Linked DNA regions of Sus scrofa: regions 2 and 3 are each linked to region 1. Evidence: chromatin contacts called from public Hi-C and HiChIP or PLAC-seq data. All regions are on one chromosome and are shown on one strand. The core of a region is the stretch at or near the end of the contact, and the rest is flanking DNA. Distances in the headings are between cores, read along the strand shown. Region 1 holds the start of CEP192 (centrosomal protein of 192 kDa). Region 2 has its middle 23 kb from the start of CEP76. Region 3 holds the start of PSMG2 (proteasome assembly chaperone 2).

The links. Hi-C and Micro-C count contacts between places; a contact is called where the count stands out from the background. HiChIP or PLAC-seq counts read pairs in DNA pulled down with a chosen protein or histone mark.
Region 2: a Hi-C map of alveolar macrophages shows a contact between it and region 1, with 3 times the contacts expected there. The contact joins the enhancer-like site here to the promoter of CEP192 in region 1. A contact is called at or near these places in 2 of 5 promoter capture datasets (fetal liver and skeletal muscle), 30 of 47 Hi-C or Micro-C datasets (adipose tissue, alveolar macrophages, blood and 14 more) and 2 of 2 datasets of contacts at active chromatin or transcription factors (alveolar macrophages and skeletal muscle).
Region 3: a contact with region 1 is called in an H3K27ac HiChIP or PLAC-seq map of alveolar macrophages. The contact joins the promoter of PSMG2 here to the promoter of CEP192 in region 1. A contact is called at or near these places in 3 of 5 promoter capture datasets (fetal liver, liver and skeletal muscle), 3 of 47 Hi-C or Micro-C datasets (fibroblasts, heart right ventricle and skeletal muscle) and 2 of 2 datasets of contacts at active chromatin or transcription factors (alveolar macrophages and skeletal muscle).

The regions. Positions count from the first base shown.
Region 1 is chr6:96,730,812-96,735,251 of Sscrofa11.1, reverse strand. It overlaps CEP192 (centrosomal protein of 192 kDa), which reads left to right and starts at 1,452. Exons shown (of 54, transcript XM_021096019.1): 1 at 1,452-1,721. The coding sequence starts at 1,611.
Region 2 is chr6:96,868,208-96,872,967 of Sscrofa11.1, reverse strand. No RefSeq gene overlaps it. Among named protein-coding and RNA genes, the nearest start is that of CEP76, 23 kb to the left of the region's middle. Within about 2 kb of position 2,512, at least 4 of the 83 cell types and tissues checked have an H3K27ac peak or open chromatin away from gene starts, as enhancers often do. A contact at or near this core is called in alveolar macrophages and omental adipose tissue, where this site is marked.
Region 3 is chr6:96,891,670-96,896,120 of Sscrofa11.1, reverse strand. It overlaps PSMG2 (proteasome assembly chaperone 2), which reads left to right and starts at 2,570. Exons shown (of 7, transcript XM_003356342.5): 1 at 2,570-2,783. The coding sequence starts at 2,727. CEP76 (centrosomal protein of 76 kDa) reads right to left here and starts at 2,592. Exons shown (of 13, transcript XM_005665274.3): 1 at 2,218-2,592; 2 at 1,546-1,701; 3 at 229-310. The coding sequence starts at 2,280.

The DNA of each region.
Region 1 (4,440 bases), core at 203-2,702:
AGGAGGAATATCAAGACATGTCATACAGGTGAAGGGGGAGGTGCATGTAGCCTTGCACACATTTTACAGAAGTTTGCTGCTGGTCTTGTGAAGGTTACTACTAGTCACAGACATTAGTCATCATGAATGAATTTCAGTGTTTTTCTAGATATGAGAAGATGCAATAATTGGGCTCATAAAACCTTCCCCTAAAAATATCTAATAGTCTGAAGATCTGTTCATCCACTTTTCCCAGAGCGCAGAAGCCTCAGTCCTGGTCTCCACCCTGAGCTTAGGTCAGGGGGTACTGTGGGTGGGCAGCTGCAATAGAGGCTGATGGCAAGTGCTAAACTTCAGTTAACAAGCTCCTGTAAATCCATAGGACTTTCATAGACAGTACTTTCTTTGGAAATGAGTGCCTTTGAACTTATAAGTTATAATAGTTCTTAGTACTCATACCTGCAACTCAGGGATTTGGGGCTTTGCCTCTTGAAACGCCAATAGAAACTGACCATTTTTAGTGGTGGGGGGCAGGCACGTGAAGGCACTTCCAGCAAGACCAAGCATTCCCCACCTCCCGGTGGGGGCATCTCCCAGACAGCAGTCCGGCCTCCCTGCCGCAGCCAGACGCACGCCCGTCTGCGCTGCCCACTCTGGTGTGCACCCCCCTGACCCGCTCCAAGCACCGCGTCAGCGAACAGGGGCAGAGGATATTGAGTCAGGACAGAGGCCTGCTGACAGCAGTCTTAACCTTTGCATCCTCCCCAATTTCTACACATCGACAGTCAGTTAACTTTCTTCAGATGGTGGCGGGAGTCCCAAGAGGCCAAGGGACCCCGTGAGCTCAAAGGGCGGGGAAGAGTGAGGCCTCCGAGGGGAAGGACAGGCTCAGGAGGGTCCCGCTGATTGTGACGAGCCCGGGGCGTGACAGCGAAGCGTAACGGCCTAGGGCGTGGCCTCGCGGAATAGGCGGAGCCGAGGCGGGGCGGGCCTCGTAGGGTTGCTCGACCTTGGGCTGGATCTCTTGGGGTACGAAGGACTGGGGCGTGGCCTTACGGGGCTCTGTTGGGCTGAGCGCGGGGGCACACGGAGTTATGGTGGGCAGGGCGTGCCCTCACGGGGCTTGACGGCCGGGGGGAGGGGTGGGGCGGGCCCCCAGGGGTTTGACGGACATGGGGCGGGGCCCGCGGAGTGTAACAGGCGGGGCGGGTGTGTGGCCTCGCGGGGTAGGGAGGGCCGGGGCAGGGAAGGTCTGAGGATTATGAGGCTGGGGGGCGGGGCCTGGAAGGGAGTCTCACGGACTGGGGCGGGGCCTCGCGGGGTATATAAGGGGTTGGGGGGCGTGGCCTCGCCGGGTATGGATGGCTGGGGGCGGAGCTCGCGGGGTATGACGGGCCGAGGCGGGCCCTCGCAGGGTGTGATAGGGTAGGGGTGGGACCCCTCGGGTATGACGGGCTGGGGCGGGGCCTCGCAGGGAATGACGGGCCGGGGGTGGGGCGCCGCGCAGCCCGGGGCGCGCAAGCAGCACGCGGGAAGCACCGCTGCGCGCGCCCTGGCCCCTGGTCCCAGTGGGCTGCGGTCCGCGCGCAGCCGCGCCTCCCTCTCGGAGGCGGGAGGAGCCTGCCGCAGCCATGTTTGTGGCGCGCAGCATCGCGGCGGACCACAAGGATCTCATCCACGATGTGTCTTTCGACTTCCATGGGCGGCGGATGGCCACCTGCTCCAGCGACCAGAGCGTCAAGGTGCGCGCGGGGCCGAGCCCGGAAGTGGGGCAGGAGCGTGCGGGGCCCGCCATTGGAGCGGAGAGGCGCGTGGAGAGTTCGGTCCTCCCGATGTGAGGCGTACTCCTGGGCACGAGGCCTGGAGGTCGGCCGGTGGGCAGCCTCTGTCTTCCCCCCGGGTATTGTGGGATCACCGTCGCCCGAGGCCGCAGGGGGCGCGTGCTTGTACGCATCACGGCGGCGTGCGCGCCCCCGCGTGGGGGACGCCGGGCGCGCGGGTCAGCCCTTCTCGGTGGGAGCGCTGTGGCTGGCCCGTACCCGGGCCCTGGGTCCCAGAGTCGCCATCCGCGCCGTTTGGGTTTGTCCTCGCGGCGTCCCCGCCCTTCCGCAGACAGGCCGCGCGGTGAGAGCTCGCTCCTCCGGCTGTCGAGTTGGCTTGCGAGGGGCTGGCCCTCCGCCCTCCGTTTGGGTATAGCGTTAATGTCTGTTAACAGAACAGGTTTCCTTACCCGCTGAGTACTCGGTCTTCTAGTAGCTTTGTGCGCCAGCAGTGTTGCAGTGAAAATCATCATTAACTTAGCTTGTTGTATTTCTCCGGTGATTGCCTTAGGCACATTCCAGTAGAGAAATGAGTGCATCTTTTAAAAGCTTTTGAGAATAATCTGTAGATTGCCTTGTTGGGCTTGTATTACAACCGACGTAGAAGAGTATTGTGTTATTATCGTCCATGTCGGGCATCATCAGTGCAGTTCAAATTTTTGTTGTTTTGTTGTAGTGAGTACATATAACAAAATTCTCAACCACTTTTAAGTATACAGTCCAGTGGTATTAAGTACGTTCATATCTTTGTGCTACCGTCACCATCATCCATCTCCAGAACCTTTTGATTTGGCACTGTGCCCATTAAACATTCACTCAAAAGTCCCCCTGCCCTTGGCACCCACCTATCTGCTTTTTGTCTCTGAATTTGACTCCTCTGGGGACTCCTATAAGTGGAATCTTAAAATATTTATCTTTTTTGTGACTGCCTGATTTCACTTAGCATAATGTTTTGAAGTTTATACATGTAGCATGTATCATGATTGCTTTCCTGTAAAGGAAATATTTAAGTTAAACTTAAAAATTTTCAAAGGCTTATTGTTGGAGTTCCCACTGTGGTACAGAGGGTTAAGGATCTGGCATTGCCACACCTGTGGATTGGATTTGACCCCTGGCCTGGCTGGAACTGCCATCTGCCCCAGACACAGCCGAAAAAGGGGGGCGGGTGCTGAATGTTGTACACACCACGTTTTACTTATCACTCATCTGTTAGTGGAGATGGGTTTCCTCTACATTTTAGTTGTGAATAATGAATGCTGCTATGAATGTGGGTAAACAAACACCTCTTCAAGATCCTGTTTTCAGCACTTTTGGGTGTAGATTCAGAAGTGGAATTGCAGGATCATGTGGCAAATCTTTTTTATTAGAGGAGTTCCCATTGTGGTGCAGTGGAAACGAATCCGACTAGGAACCATGAGGTTGCAGGTTCAATCCCTGGCCTCACTCAGTGGGTTAAGGATCTGGCGTTGCCCTGAGCTTTGGTGCAGGCCTGCAGCTACAGCTCTGATTCAAACCCTAGCCTGGGAACCTCCAAGTGCTGCAGGCGCAGCCCTAAAAAAAAAAAAAAAAAAATTTATTGGCGTATATTTCATTTACAATGCTGTATTAGTTTCAGGTGTATAGCAAAGTGAATCAGTTAAACATGTGTATATGTTTATGTCTATGTATCTATCTATCTATCTTTATCTCAAATTTTTTTCCCCATATAGATTATTGCAAACTATTAAGTAGATTTCCCTGTGCTATACAGTGTTCTTGGGGCAATTCTTTTTTTTTGCTTTTTAGGGCCACACCCGTGGCATATGGAGGTTCCCAGGCCAGGGGTCGAATCAGAGCTACAGCTGCCAACCTGTGCCACAGCCATAGCAATGCCAGATCCGAGCCATGTTGGCGACCTACATCACAGCTCACCGCAACACCAGATCCTTAACCCACTGAGCGAGGTCAGGATCAAACCTGCAACCTCATGGTTCCTAGTCGGATGCATTTCCCATGCGCCACAACAGGAACTCTGGGGCAATTCTATTTTTTTTTTTTTTTTTTTTTTTTTGCTATTTCTTTGGGCCGCTCCCGCGGCATATGGAGGTTCCCGGGCTAGGGGTCTAATCAGAGCTGTAGCCACTGGCCTACGCCAGAGCCACAGCAACGCGGGATCCGAGCCGCGTCTGCAACCTACACCACAGCTCACGGCAACGCCGGATCGTCAACCCACTGAGCAAGGGCAGGGACCGAACCTACAACCTCATGGTTCCTAGTCGGGTTCGTTAACCACTGCGCCACGACGGGAACTCCGCAATTCTATTTTTATTTAAAATGGTTTTTTTGTTTGTTTTTTGTTTTGGTGCCCTACCCAAAGAATGTGAAGCTCCCAGGCCAGGGATTGAACCTATGTCACTGGAGTGACCTGAGCCACTGCAGTGACAGTGCTGAATCCTGCAGCCATGCAATGCCAGATCTGAGCTGTGTCTGTGACCTACACCACACCTTACGGCAGTGCCAGATCCTTAACCCACTGAGCAAGGCCAGGGATCGAACTCAAGTCCTCATGAATACTAGTCAGGTTTGTTTCTGCTGAGCCACGACAGGAACTCCTATCATTACTTTTTTTTTTTGCTTTTTAGGGCCACACACGTGGCATATG
Region 2 (4,760 bases), core at 1,263-3,762, 140 kb before region 1:
TGAAGAGCTTGATCTCAGCGCTTATCTGGGTTATACCACTAATAAGGAAATACCCGTTACATTCTTCACTGCAAATATTCCTCACTACCTTTTTATTTCCTTTTTTGGCCACCCCTTGGCACATGGAGTTCCTGGGCCAGGCATCAGATCTGAGCTGCAGTTGTGACCTATGCCCCAGTCACGGCTACTGCGCGGCAACGCTGGATCATTACCCACTGTGCTGGGCCAGGGTCCAACCTGCATCCTGGCACTGCAGAGACATTGCCAATCCCGCTGTGCCACAGTGGGAAATCTTGTTTCCTTTTTTTTTTTTTTTTTAAAGTACAGGTCAGTTGTTTTCTGTTTTTGGTTTTTTGGTTTTTTTTTTTGTTTTTTTTTTTTTTTGCTTTTGCTTTGTAGGGCTGCACCCACAGCATATGGAAGGTCCCAGGGTAGGGGTAGAATCGTAGCTGCAGCTTCTAGTCTACACCACAGCCACAGCATTTCGGGATCTGAGCAGCATCTACAACCTACACCACAGCTCAAGGTAATGCCAGATCCTTAACCCACTGAGTGAGGGCAGGGATCAAACCGCATCCTTATGAATATGAGTCAGATTCATTTCCAGTGTGCCACGACAGGATCTCCCTTGTTTACTGCTTTTTATTGCAGTTAACACAAATGTTTAGCTACACTTTGGACTGGAGTTCCCTTTCGGCACAGCAGATTAAGAATCCCATATAACTGCCAAAAGCAGAAACTGATTAGATTATCAATAATAATTCAAACAAGATTCTTTTCATTGAAAGAAAACAATGTACCTAATTTAACGTACCTAATTTTTACTAGGCTTTTAAATTTTTATTGCTAAACAGAATATTTTTCTAATTATTAATTCAGTGCATGCATATTCTAAAAGATTAGATAATACAAAAGAGTCAAGAAAAACAAATACCTTCTATAATCGTTATAGCCAAAATTTAAAAAACTGTTAACTTTCTCGTGCGATTCTACCCAAATAGTTTTTGATATATATGTAACTGCAGAAATATGCAGACATATTTTAAAAACAAAGTGACATTATATTATATATAGAATTCTGTATCTTGTTTTTAAAGATTCTTATATAAGTGATGAACACACTCTCACTGTAAAAAATTTTAACAGTGTAAATGTAAGATGCTCTGTCAGCTTCTCCTCCCCCTACCCCCACCAGTCCCAGTTTGCCTTGTCCCTCCCTTTATGCAAGAATTCACTTTTCTGAGCACTCCCATCATGCAAGAATTCAGTACGTCTAGCTCTCCATTAAAACATCCAGTAGAGGGAATTGTTCCACCGTTTCTCTTTTAACATGTAGGTTATATTTCTTTTTTCTTCACAAAAAAAATCTATCTTGGATGCCATTTACACAATGCAGAATGTGTAGTAATTTATACATATATTTAGTGCTACTGATTTGTTTCTAACCAAAGCAAGTTTTTAAAATCTTATTTTCTGCCTTCAACTTTCTTGTTGGTTTGCTTGTTTTCATTTTCTTTGACCCTGAAATATGTGTTTTTAAAAGGATATTGCAGAGTTCCCTTCATGACTCAGTTGTTAACAAACCCGACTAAGATCCATGAGGACTCGGGTTCAATCCTTGGCCTCACTCAGTGGGTTAAGGATCATGGCATTGCCATGAGCTGTGGTGTAGGTCGCAGACACAGCTCGGATCTGATGTTGCTGTGGCTATGGTGTAGGCCGGCGGCTGTAGCTCTGATTCGACCTCTGGCCTGGGAACCTCCATAAGCCGCAAGTTGGGCTCTAAAAAAGAAAAAAAAAAAAAAATATATATATATATTGCTATTGAGAATACTTATGGGAAAAAAATCCCTACTGTTGGCAGAAATATACTTTTTCCCTTAAGAGGAAGAAAAATCAGATAAAACAATATGGGAAAGAAATTATTTCATTCAGCAGTAATTCCATTTAAATTTCTAAATAGATTAGAATTATTGAAGAGACTATTTATATTTAGTTACTCTGAAAATATTTGTTTTTTCCTAGATGACAAATTCTGAAGATATTTGTTTTTTCCGAGATGACAAACTCTGAGCCTTTCAACCATATTTTATGTAAATGACATATATATTTTAATTTCATAGTGGTTCTCAATCAAGAGAGCTGACAGAACTTGCAGGCAGGCAGATCACTGTGCTGGTGTGGGCGTCTGTCCTCACAGCTGCTGTCAATTTGCATATAAAGAAGAAGTTAAGTGAAAACAAATTGGTTTCAAAACACTATCATATAGTCTCATTTGGGAGGAAAATGAGTATCGCTCATAGCAAAAACGTGGGGTAGCCAAAATGTTAGCAGCAGCTATATATGGGTGATTTAAAATTTTTTTCATCTGTTGGTTTGCCTGTAAAGTCTAAATTTTCTACAGTTAATATATACTTGTTTTGAAAGAAATGAGAGCAATGCAGTCTATGCCACTGAATTCTCTACTTCAGAGCAATTCCAGGCCTGGGCTGCAGGGGGCACCCCTGACCTGGCAGCAGGTCCCAAAGTCCTGCAACAGGCAGAGGAGCCAGGTGCTTACAGGTGATGCCCTCATCTCAGTAGGGCTGGATGAGTGGTGGGCCCTTTTTGCACTTTCAGTATTTCTTCCTTGGGTCTGGCTAGAGCATCCTCCTCATATTCAAAAGAAGGGAAATTTTTCCAAATTTGGCCTAAGGAAATAGGTATTTCAAGGGAACACGGCTGGCCAATTTCAGTTAAAGTAATAAAAATTTAGGGGGAAATTCTGGACTCAGTGAAGTTGCCCAGGGAACAGGCTGTACCACAACCATCAATTTACTTACAACCTTTGGCAAAATGACTCGGAGAGGATGCACAAGGCCATAGGCACAGCAACTGAACTCGCTTCTGGTGTTTCTACTTAAGAGATATTAAATTATTTCAGATACTTGGAATTGTGAATATGATATTTGGATTAATATTGATTGATCAATATGTATTTGAAATGATAGGGTTTGTGTTTGTTTTTTAGGGCTGCACCTGTGGCATGACTTGCAGCTGCCGACCTATAGCCACAGCAATGCTGGATCTTTAACCCACTGAGTAGGGCCAGGGATTGAACCCGCATCCTCACGGATACTTGTTGGGTTCATTTCCGCTGAGCCACAGTGGGAATTTTGAAATGACAGATATTTTAAATTCAATATCTAACATCCATGGCATCATAGCTTAAAAATCCGTCTATCTACATGGCGCCGGTTCCCAAATGTCTATTTCCAGCTCATCTTCTCTTCTGAACTCTCCCTTGAACATCTCAACTACCCTCTCAGCCTCTGAATTTGGGGACCAGGCAGGCCTCCAGTTGCCTCCATCCCCGCTTCCTTCCCTCCTCCCTGCTCCGCTGACATCTTTCCTCCCAGGTCCTCTGCCAGAAGGCTGAGCACGGCCTCTCTCCTGCCCTCCACAAGCACAAGCCCATGGGCTCTGCTGTCGCAATCTCCAGACTTTGACCATGGCTCACCAGCATCCCTGTCACCTGGTGCTGCCACCAATACCTCATAGACTCACCTCCTCTGACCTCCTGTTGGAGACCCTCAAAGACCAAGGCCCTGGAAAAGAGTGGGCACCAGAGCCAGGCGTGGTCCAGTCGGCAGTCCCTGGGAGAGGGCGAGGAACACCAGGCACTGGACCCAGGAACTCACTTCCTACTGGAAGCTGATAACCAGACCCTTCGAGTGGGGTTGGCAGTGTGTAAAGTTCGACCCTGGTCACTCTTATCTATGAAACTTGCACTGCTACACATGCAAGATGCACAGGCCATTCGCACACTATCTGATCCTGGGTAGAGGTAACTTAAGGTATTTAAGTGCACTGTGGCATCTGGGGAGGGCAGAGGTCGCTGGGAGAGCTGGGTTCGGTACCAGGGAGGACATGGTGGTGAGAGGAGGCAGCTGAGGTCACCAAGGGACCCACAAGGCAATGTGGCTGTGCAAGTGGCATCCACTGGCAGTGCAGGAGACAGGACCTGCCTGCAGGGGTCCTGGGCAGCAGCCCCCCACATGAGCAGACACCTAAGTAAGCTATGCATGTGTGATCACACATGTGCACTCATGATTATAGCATTTAGGCACATTTGAAGGTTATTGATTCTGTGCTAAAAGACCCATGTTCGCAACCAGGTCCAGCATGTGGCGTGGCCTCACCGAGCTTTTTTGGGGGGAAAGAATGCGTGGTTCCCGGGCAGAGGCCAGCACCATGGCCTCTCCAAACTCCCCTCCATTCCCACCCATGTGGGTCCCCACTTGCCTCACTGTAAAATTGTTCCCCAACAGTGCTGTGGCCAGCATTTCTCAACCAGACCACCCATTCCTCAGTCACAGCCCTTTTTAAGACAGATGAATTTCAAGAGAGAGAAATTCACCCTTTTCAATATTTCAATTTCAGTATTTGATCTTGCTGACCTTGAGACAATTTGAAAATAGTAATTACTAATTACTCAGTAAATATTGAGTGACACCTACTTCGCGCCAGGCACTGTGCCGGCACTGTGGACCCTGGCCTCTCGGGACGCTAACATTCTGGACAAGCTGCAATCAGAAAGCACAATAAGGAATTCCTGTGGTGGCTCAGTGGTTAATGAGTCCGACTAGGAACCGTGAGGTTGCAGGTTCGATCCCTGGCCTTGCTCAGTGGGTTAAGGATCGGGCGTTGCCGTGAGCCATGGTGTAGGTCGAAGACACGGCTTGGATCTGGCATTGCTGTGGCTGTGGCATAGGCCGGCG
Region 3 (4,451 bases), core at 1,321-3,820, 160 kb before region 1:
CAGGTGGTCCTGCTTTTGCTTCCACTCAGTTATACATTAAATCCTCTGATATACTTTATGCAAAATAGAATCTAAGTTTTTTGGATGATTAATCACATAAGTATTTCATTCTAGAAAAAAAAAATGGAGATGTTTTATATCACTACAGCCATCAATAAGCAGTACTATCTATGACTAAATTAGTGTTAAAGAGAAACACACAAAAAAAAGAGAGAGAAATACACATACTTTTTTTTAACAGCGTTGACTGTCTGTCAGTAAAGCAAACAGGTTGTTTTGGAGAGGAAGGAAGTTCTTGATCAACATTATCCTAGCACGGCAGAAAAAAATCAAAACAAATTAGAAAACAAAAAGTATAGCTAAGCAAGGAAATCCAATAACAAAACTAAAAACTGAACAAACAGTAGCCAGGATAAAGCCCCCTCAAAAAAGTCCTTACTTTCCTAGCATACTTAGAAAAACGAAAAGCCGGCAAAAATAGTGCAACTGGTCACTTCTAAAGTCTAACATAAGAGATTAGTGGTCTTCAAGCCATGTCCCACAGAATGCTAAAACAAATTTTTAACACTTTATAAAAGGTTAAACATTCTCCAAACCTCATGTAACATCTGGCTTGTGATTCCACCAGGATTGGAACTGGCTTTAATCAGGAAGTGATATTCACACAGCAGAAGCTGTTACTAGGTCAATTTTTATAACAAATGAATTTATAAATCTCAAAAACCAAAAAAGGATGCTGCATTAAAATACTTATCCCCTGGTGTATGAAGTCCATCCAATTTCTTCATTCTATTACTCAGGTATTGAGGTCACAGTCTCTCATTATTGCCTCATTTTCAAAAGAAGACCTACTTACTAATTTGTGCACCGAGAGGCTGTCACCCCACTACTGACCTATTTGTATGGAAAGATTTGAAGGTTCTGATGCAGATAATAATTCTCTTAAAAAACTGATAATGCATTAATCTTACAGAAGAGAGTACCAAAAGAATGAGTTTTAAAAATGAGTCTCATCTAGAAAATTATAGAACTATATTAGTTTAAAAAATCAGGTTAGGGTGAACTAACTTGACATATGTATGTATATACACACATACACATATACATACTTAAAAGTCACAGACCTAGAGAAAAACAAGAGAAAACTGTCACTGTACAGGGAGCAAGATGGCCCATAACTCCAATTTCACTGATATCAATCCTACTTGCTACATTCAAGGGTAGTTAGCACATACTTGAAACAAAGATATTTACTACTAGACAAAATGGTCTTATATCAAAAGCAGTTTTACTAAAAGAAGAGGCCTCTGGAGTTCCCTGGTGGCTCAGAACGTTAAGGATCCAGCATTGTCCCTGCTGTGGCTTAGGGTTGTTCCCTGGACCTGGAACTTCTGTATGCCACAGTCCAAAAATAGTAATAATATAAAAGGAGAGGCTGCAAATGTGAACCCTTATATCAGCCATAGGCATGATAATATACTTAAACAAAAAATATATACATACATACTTATCTCCTTAAATTTCTTCCTCTAAAAGATTACTCACAGGAACAAAATTAAGTTCTTTCATCACATCATCAACGATTCCCCGGCGTCTAAGGGCTTTGATCAAATCTTCCGTTGATAACTGTTGTTGATCAGGTGCCAATTCTTCACGTATAGTTTCAGCAAGGATTTCTCTTATCCTGCCATGGACATCCATCTATGCAGAAAACTCGCATTATGACTCAAAACACTACAAAGCAGTCGAAGATTACCAACTAGCTAATCTCTTTCTAAAATGCTGACTCAGAACAACGACAATAATAACGGGTAGTGAATAGACTAAATTCAAGAAAGCTTCTAGAGTAATAGTAAGTGTAAACGGATACCAAAATTCAGTAAGAATAAAGGTAAGGTTTTTAAAAGAAAAAAAAAAAACTTTAAAGGGGAATTTTTTAGTACAAATCATACATATCATCTCTATTGGTTATCTGCTGCCTTTGTTACCATTTCAACAGACACAAGTCTGAGAGTAGAGCGGAGACCTAGAGAAGGCTTTCAGCTATTTAGGGGTGACCGTGAACTAACTCATCTACCTTCAGAACCTGGGGAAAATCTGCACAGCGTGCGGAGAGCTGGCGGCCCCGGCGCGGCCCCAAGAGCCGAAGCCGTCTCCGCCCTAGGAGCCCCGCAGCCCCGCCGCCTCCCGCACCTCACCCGGGGCCCGCCGCCTCACCTTGCTCAGCTGCTGGTGGATGAGCTGCTTCAGTTCAGACGCCTTCTCCGGAGGCAGCGACATGCTGGGCTCGCTCTCGGGTGCCCGGCGGCCCCAGCGTCTCCGCGGCGGTGCAACAGCCCGCGACCGCTCGCCTCGCGGGCTCCCAGGGTCTCCGCGTCAGGCGGGCAAAGACCGGGAGGAGCCAACTGCTGTTTCTAAACGGCGGCCAGGTTGCCCCCTCGCCGCCTGCCAGTCAGCTGGGCCGGCGCCCCCCTTGCCCCTGGCAACCCTGCCCGCGGCCTCCGCGCCTCCCGCCAGCTTCCGCGCCGCCGCCGCCGCCGTGCACGCCCCACCCCACCCCCTGCGCCGCCCCGCCCCGCGCGTTCCGCCCGGCAGGCAGCAGGACGGGCACCTCAGGACCCCGCGCCGGTGGCCTGGAAGGACCCCGCCCCGGAAGCGTCGAAGGACCTCGCGCCGGCGGCCTGGGAGGGCTCCGCGCAACCCACTCTTCCGCCTGCGGCGAGACCATGTTCGTTCCCTGCGGGGACTCGGTCCCCGACCTCGCGGGATGCACGCTCCTGATGGTGAGTCCAGCCCTGGCGGGCGGGGGGCGAGACCGGGCGGCGACCTCCAGGCTCGCGCGGGGCCGTGTTCCGGAGCCCTTGCAGGCAGAGAGCCGACCCTGCGGGTTTGCGACCTGCTGTCCGCTCTGGTCGCCGGTTTTTCGCTGTACACTTCATCCTGGGAAACCTTTCTCAGCGAATTCTAGGGTCATGCTCAAACTCGCAAGTCATTGTCAGTATTCAGGAGCCTCCGGCGTGGCTAGATGTCACGTTTGCCAGTAGCTAGCACATGGTTTTATCGCTGTTCATTCATTGTTTCAGTGAGCGTTCTTTTCTGTCAAAATGTGAAAGTAAGACCAGGTTCTTATCCTCAAGAGTTTGCAGTCTAATTGTAAACACATGTAGGTAAATAAAGTTAGAACCTTGAAAAAGGTGCAGAAAAGCCCTAAGATCTGTTGGGAGAGGGAGGGGCACAAACACCTGCTGAGAAAAGTTTCCTATGTGGAATCTGAAAAACTAACAGAGAACAGATTGGTGCTGGCTAGCAGGGTGGACAAAAGAGGTGAAGGGAATCAAAAGGTATACACCTCCAGTCAAAAAAAGTCCTGGAGGGAGTACCCATTGTGAACCTGACTAGTATTCATGAGGATTCGGGTTCCGATCCCTGGCCTTGCTCAGTGGATTAAGGATCCCGCCGTTGCTGTGAGCTTGGTGTATGTTGCAGACCCTGCTGGTGTCCCCGTTGCTGTGGCAGTAGTATAGGCCAGCAGCTGTAGCTCCAATTTGACCTCTAGCCCAGAAATTTCCATATGCCGCAGGTTCGGTCCTAAAAAGCAAACAAACAAACCAAAAAGGCCTGGAATGTAACTGGCAGCATGGTGACTGTAGTTAATACTGTGCTGTATATTTAAAAGTTGCTGAGAATAGATCTTAATAGTTCTCATCACAAGAAAAAAAAATTTCTGTGGCGACAGATCTAAACTAGACCATAGTGCTCATATGGCAATATGTACAAATGTGGAATCACAGTTTGTATACTTGACACTGATAAAATGTTGTATGTCAAGTATGTCTCAATTTTTTAAAAGAATGGTAGTTGAAAGTCAGCTTTTGACAATTTTAATTATGTTAATGTACAGAGGAAATGTCAATGGATGCTAAAATTAGCATGTGATAGGTAGAAAGATTGACATCATTTCAAAGGATCTCCCTGAAAAGATATTTATTAATCACAAAAGAGAAAAGTTTATTTTTGCAGGAGGTACCTGGCATGAAAAAAAAAAAAAGAAAAAGAGAAACTTCATAGAGAAAGAAATGTCTGAAAGTTACTAGCGGTGGAGTTCCCGTCGTGGCAAGTGGTTAACGAATCTGACTAGGAACCATGAGGTTGCAGGTTCGATCTCTGGCCTTGCTCAGTGGGTTAACGATCCGGCGTTGCCATGAGCTGTGGTATAGGTCGCAGATGTGGCTCGGATCTGGCGTTGCTGTGGCTGTGGTGTAGGCTGGCAGCTACAGCTCTGATCAGACCCCTAGCCTGGGAACCTCCATATGCCGAGGGAGCGGCGCTAGAAAAGGCAAAAGACAAAAAAATTAAAAAAAAAAAAAAAAGTTACTAGTGGTACCTTTGATAGCTAGTGAAGTGAAGAGGGAAGTTGTATTGGGTTGAAAAAATGGAAGGAAAAGTCAAGA